Regions from separate parts of the Oryctolagus cuniculus genome. Here region 2 is linked to region 1. Evidence: chromatin contacts called from public Micro-C data. All regions are on one chromosome and are shown on one strand. The core of a region is the stretch at or near the end of the contact, and the rest is flanking DNA. Distances in the headings are between cores, read along the strand shown. Region 1 holds the start of PLXDC1 (plexin domain containing 1). Region 2 holds the start of LASP1 (LIM and SH3 protein 1).

What was found. A called contact is a pair of places that touch in the nucleus more often than the background predicts.
Region 2: a contact with region 1 is called in a Micro-C map of ear pinna, with 4 times the contacts expected there. The contact joins the promoter of LASP1 here to the promoter of PLXDC1 in region 1. A contact is called at or near these places in 2 of 6 Hi-C or Micro-C datasets (ear pinna and psoas muscle).

What each region holds. Positions count from the first base shown.
Region 1 is chr17:23,147,225-23,149,948 of mOryCun1.1, reverse strand. PLXDC1 (plexin domain containing 1) reads right to left here and starts at 1,281. Exons shown (of 14, transcript XM_070060762.1): 1 at 1,034-1,281. The coding sequence starts at 1,109.
Region 2 is chr17:23,320,618-23,323,317 of mOryCun1.1, reverse strand. It overlaps LASP1 (LIM and SH3 protein 1), which reads left to right and starts at 1,359. Exons shown (of 8, transcript NM_001082778.1): 1 at 1,359-1,435. The coding sequence starts at 1,367. TRNAC-GCA (transfer RNA cysteine (anticodon GCA)) reads right to left here and starts at 583; the gene lies at 512-583.

The DNA.
Region 1 (2,724 bases), core at 32-2,531:
TTTACATTGATTTTTAATGATTAACAGAAAAAAAACTCTCATAATTTCATGACCAAAAATCTCAAATGTTACTAACAGTCTCACTTTAGAAATGCAGAAATAAGCCCAGAGAGGGAAAGTAACTTGCCCGAGGTCACACAGCAGCTGAGACGGTAGGACCAGAAGCCAAGGCTGCATCAGCAGCTTCCACTGCTCTCCGCCCTCACCTCCACCATCAGCCCCTTCCCCTCCCACCCCCCACACACTTCTCAACAGGAAGCCCGGCCTGTCTCACCTACCCTGAGCCCGACGCCCGCACACCCTGGAGACACAGCAGCCCCTAACCACTGCCTCCTTCGACCATTGGAGGAGCGCCCGGGGCAGCCGGCCCGGGTTTCTGTCTCTCCAGTTCTCTCTGCCAAGGGCCTGGCTGCTAAGTGCCCCTCTCCCTGACTCCAGAGAAAGTCTGGCTGCAGAGAACTTGGTGTTAAAAAGGGTCCTCCTTCTACAACACGAGGGATTCGGGGCCGGTCCCAGAGAAGGCTCCCAGCTGGAAGGCTGGTTTTGGAGAGCTGCCGGAAGGGCAGGGGGTACGCCGAATCCGCATCTCCAGGCTCAGGGGCTCAAGACCAAAGGCCCCCAGGGCAGAGCAGAAGGGACGGATGGACGGCGGGTCCCAGCGGCGGCGGCGGGAGGAGGGGCAAGTCGCTGCCTCCTGGGCCCACAGCCTCTCCACGGCGAGGCGGACCCTACTGCCCTTGCCAGGGAGACACGCGGGGTCTGCACCACCCCCCTGGCTGCTCCCACTCAGCCCCCAAATCTGACTCAGAAGCGGCCCGGGTCCTCCGCGGGGAGGGGGGGGGGGAGGAAGCAGGGAAGAGGCAGAAAGAGTCTAAAGCCGCCACCTTCAAGGGCAGCGCGGGGTCCCTGCCCACGCACCCGCAGCGCCCTGGCCTCCCACCGGCCAGCCTGCTCCCTTACGCTCAAGCCCATACCTGCCGGCCTGCCCCTTCCCGCCCCCTGGCCCACCTCGGCCAACTTCAGCCGGTCCTACCTGCTCCGGGCTGGGGGCTCAGCGCCCGGGCAGCCCCCCTGAGCACCAGCACAAGGAGCCAGAGGTCGCCCCGCATGGTGGGTGCCAGGACCCGCCCCCGGCCCGCTCGCTGCCCCGGCCCTGGCTCGCGCGGTGCGGCCCCCGGGACGGGAGGGCGGAGGGGAGCGAGGCGATGGGCGGCGGAGCGCGGGGCCCGACGAGCGGGCGGCGGCGGCGAGCGTGAAGCGCGCGGCGAGCGGGCGAGGTGCGGCGGCGGCGGCCGCCGGGAAGGGCTGGGGGGCGGGGGCGGGGGCGGGGCGGGGCAGGGGGCGCGGCGCTGCGGGAGCTCCCCCCCACACCCGCGAGCCGGAGGCGCTCCTTACGCGGGGCAGGAGGCGGAGTAGGAGACAGGACAGGCGTGGGCTGAAGACCCCCTCAACAGCATCAGCCGCCCCTGCCCCGCACTTAGCCCTGGCCTCATTCCCTTCCCCCCGCACCTTCCGGAGGTGGTGGGGGGGAGCCGGGGACCCCGGCCGCGGGAAGGCACCGGCGCCCCTTGCCTGGGCCGTGGGCTCCCGCCGTCCCCGCTCGTCCACGCCACGCGACTTTCTGGGCCGTCCCTCGCAGTTCTGCCGTTTCGCTCCCCCTGCGCAGCAGGAATCTCCCCTTGCACCCCAGGACCCCAGCGCCTCTTCCCAGCAGAGGCCCGCCCCCTCCCGCGGCTGCCCCCCACTTCGTGCCCCTGCGTGTCCGTCTAACTCGCCTTCCTCTATCTCTGCGGCGCTCGCCTAGGCAGGGGCCCGGGTCTCCCCGACTCTGAAGTGACCCGGAGCCCCCGCAAAGTAGTCGAAGCACCCTCCCCCCTGGGGACCCCAGGCCACCCCGGAGCGAGGACGTCCTCGCCCCACCTGCCACCGCCTATAACAAGCTCTGGGGAGACAGCATCTCTTTTTCCGAAACTTCCAGGACAGAATAAAAATACCCAAAATGTAAGCGATTTAATAGACAGCAGGGAATCAGGTCAGGACGCGAAGGCGCCTCTTCCCCGCCCTGGCCTACTTCGGCGAAGGTGAGGAGCTGGGGCGCAGGGCGCTGGGCGCTGGCAGAGGGGCGCCGGGCGCCCTGGCTTCCGCGGGACTGGGGTCTCGGGTTAGGAAAGTCGCCCCGGGAGAGCAACCAGAAGGAGGCACCGGGGTGGGCACGGGGTGGGCGCCGCGGGGGCTGGAAGAGGCCGGTTCCCGGGCGCAGCGGTCAAAAAGGGGACTAAGAACGGGGGGCGCCCCGACCTCGCGGAGCCCCAGGGCCCGCCTCCTCCAGCGCTCAAGCCTCCACCCTCGCCCCGCCCGCAGGACCAGGCGAGGCCTGCCCGCGAAGTTCCCCAAGTCCGGCTTCTGCCCCAGCCCGGCGGAGCCGGGAACGGGCTGCTGACGGCGGCGGCGGCCTCCTGCTGCCCTCCAGCGGCCGCGTGGCGAAGCTGCAGCGCCCGCGTTCGGCCGTTTCCCTCGCTTGTCCCGGCCCGCACCCGCTGTGCTGTCTCCCCTACCAAGTCTTGGCGTCCTCCTTCCCGAAGGTCAAGGTAAAAGAGGTCGCAGGCTGGAACTCCACGCCAGTGCCGCGCGGGTTGTCTCACAGGGTCTCTTAATCAGGGCTCAGGCTGGAGCAGCAGCTACTTGGAAACGCTAGAAGTAAATGACGTGCGGGTGCGTTTGTTA
Region 2 (2,700 bases), core at 110-2,609, 170 kb before region 1:
GATTCTGTTTCTGCACATTGAGAGGAGCGCAAGGGTGTGCCCTGGCTATGTCACCCTTCTCTGCCCGCTTTCACTCCGCCGGTGTCAGGAGCGAGAGCGCGCCCGCGTCCCTGGCAATATAGAAAGTTGAAGTTGGAGGTTTGTGTCTGCGGGTTTCCTTCTCTGGATCCGCCACCCCCATCGGAGGCCGACGCCGGCTCGCAGCCATCATCCTGTCCCCAGATCCGGCACCTCGAACTGGCTGGCACGTCGGAGGCTGGCGGCCGCAGAGACCGCGACACCGCGGGCGCCAGCAGTGGGGACGCCGCAGCTTTTGTACGTGGTTGTGCGAGCACCCACCTCTCCCCCTGCCCTGCACACAAAGCAAAACCGAAAGCTCCAAGCGTGGGTTGGAAAGGAGGAAGGGGCCTTTTCTCCGTTTTGCTTCCTTTTAACACAGGATCCAACACGGTAATAATGTGTCAAGAATGAAAAATGGACCAAACCCTAGCTGGGGATGGAAAAGCCGCCGAGGGGGCACCCGGATTTGAACCAGGGACCTCTTGATCTGCAGTCAAATGCTCTACCACTGAGCTATACCCCCGCGCCGACCCTAACCCTGGAGGCGGCTCTTTTGGGTGCTGGGAGACCTCTGTAGCTGTTATACTTGGCCGAGTAGGGAATGAAGGCAGAAGCTGCCTGTATCCCTGGAACCCTGGGGAAGGAAGACCTGCCCGGCTCCGAGGCGCTGAGTCCGGAGGTGGGCCGGGTCCACCCGGCAAACGTGGGGGAGGATGTGGGCGGGAAGGGTGCCCCCTGGAGGGCGGGCTGGGGGCTCCCGTTCGGCCCCCAGCTTTGCGCCTGGCACGGACCGGGAGAAAAAGTGCCTGAAACAGGCAGATCTGCTCGGGCGTCCAGAAGGGCTCCAACCCCACCCTCGACGGGTGCGAGGGGTTTGCCCGCCTCCCGCAGCCCGGTTCCTCGGGAGGAGCCCCCTGCCCGGCCCGGCGCCACCCTCTGCGCTCGAAGGGCTCCCGGTGAGAGACAAGGTCCGCGGGGACACCGCGGGGCGCGGGCACCCCCGGCCCCCCAGCCCTACCCGGAACCACCCCCGCGCGGCCCCACGTTGCCCCACGTCGCCCGCGGAGCGCGCCTGGCCGCGCGCGCCCCTGCCCGCGCCCGCGGCGCGTCCCCGCCCCGGCGCGGCCCCTCCTCCCCGCTGTGTTTATTAGGGGAAGGAGGGCGGAGGCGGAGGCCAGTTCCCCGGCTCCAGCCGCCGCCGCCGCCGCGCCCGTGCAGTGGCAGCCGCGGCCGCCTCCTGCCTGCTCGCCGGGGGAAAGAGGACGCGCGCGAGTCTGGGCGTCCCCGCCCCGCCTGTGTCGGAGCCATGAACCCCAACTGCGCCCGGTGCGGCAAGATCGTGTACCCTACGGAGAAGGTGAACTGTCTGGATAAGGTGAGCCCGGGTCCGCGAGCTGGGCTGCGGGGTCGGGGGCGCAGAGAGGGGCCGGGTCTTCGCCGCCTCATCCCCGCGGTCTCAGGGCAGGGCAGCGAGGGCAGGCAGTGTCCTCGGGTGTGCGGACGACCCCACTCTGCAAACCAGGGGATCCACGCGTGGCGGGCTACTGGCAAAGGGTGGGCTCTGCGTGCCGGGCTCGGGCGGACGCTGAGAAGCGGGGACACCAGGCCCTGGGGTGCGCGTTGGGGGCAAGATGCGGGGTGCAGCCCCGCCCCCTAGGGCCAAAGGAGTGCGAGGAGACGGCCGCTCCCTCTCCCCGCCGAGCCGAGCGCCAAGTAGGCGGAAGCGCGGGCGCGGGGGAGGGGGCGGGGCAGAGCCCGGGGGCCCCGCGGAGCCCGCTGCTCGCTCCGGCCGCCGCCGCCTGCGGGGCTTCCTGGCCGGGAGCCTGGGGGTGGGGGCGGGGGCCAACGGCAGGCGTCTGGTGGAGGAGGCTCCACGTAAGGACCGAGCCGCACTGCAGCCCCCCCCTTCAACCCCCCCCACTGCACCCCCTTAGTGGTTCAGCGGTTCGGGGACCAGCAGACGTCCTCCCCGGCTTCCCAACCCCCACCTCAAATTCAAAGGCAACTCCCCGGGCTAGGCGGCCCAGCCGGAGCCGGGCGGCGTCTGGGGCCGGGGCCCGGGCCGGGTGGGCGGGGGTGGGGTGGGGGGTTGCTTCGCAGAGATCCGAAATTGTGCTGGGCCTGGAGACCGGCTTGCAGAACAAAGAGCGAACTTTTCAAAGCGGATTTCTCCATCGGAGGGTGGGGTTGGCTGAGTTCTGGGGAAGCCGAGGAAAGGGAGAGGTGTTTGGGGGAGGGGAGGGTGGCCTTTTAGAATTCACTGTCCCCTAGGGACCCTTACACGCCCACCCGCCCGTGCTGGACCGTTCATCTGGTTGCCATTATACTTGGAGGGCGGCATAGAGCAGAACTGGGTGTTTCCAGCACAGTTTGGGGGTGAGATCCGGTGCTCTGGTAACCTCCCTGAGGCAGACGTGGTCTGCATCCCCTCCCCAGTCTGGAGGGGAGGCCTCTGGGCTCGTCTCCCCCTCCTCCTCCTGCCTTGCACCCACTACCCAAAGCCGGCCTCGGGTCCAGACATTTTATCCTCTTGGTCTAGCTGGCAGGGGTGGGGCCTTCGGATGGAAGGTGTGTGTGTGTGTGTGTGTGTGTGTGTGCAGAGGCCCCCAGGCAAGTTTGTTGCCCACTGAGAGCCAGGCT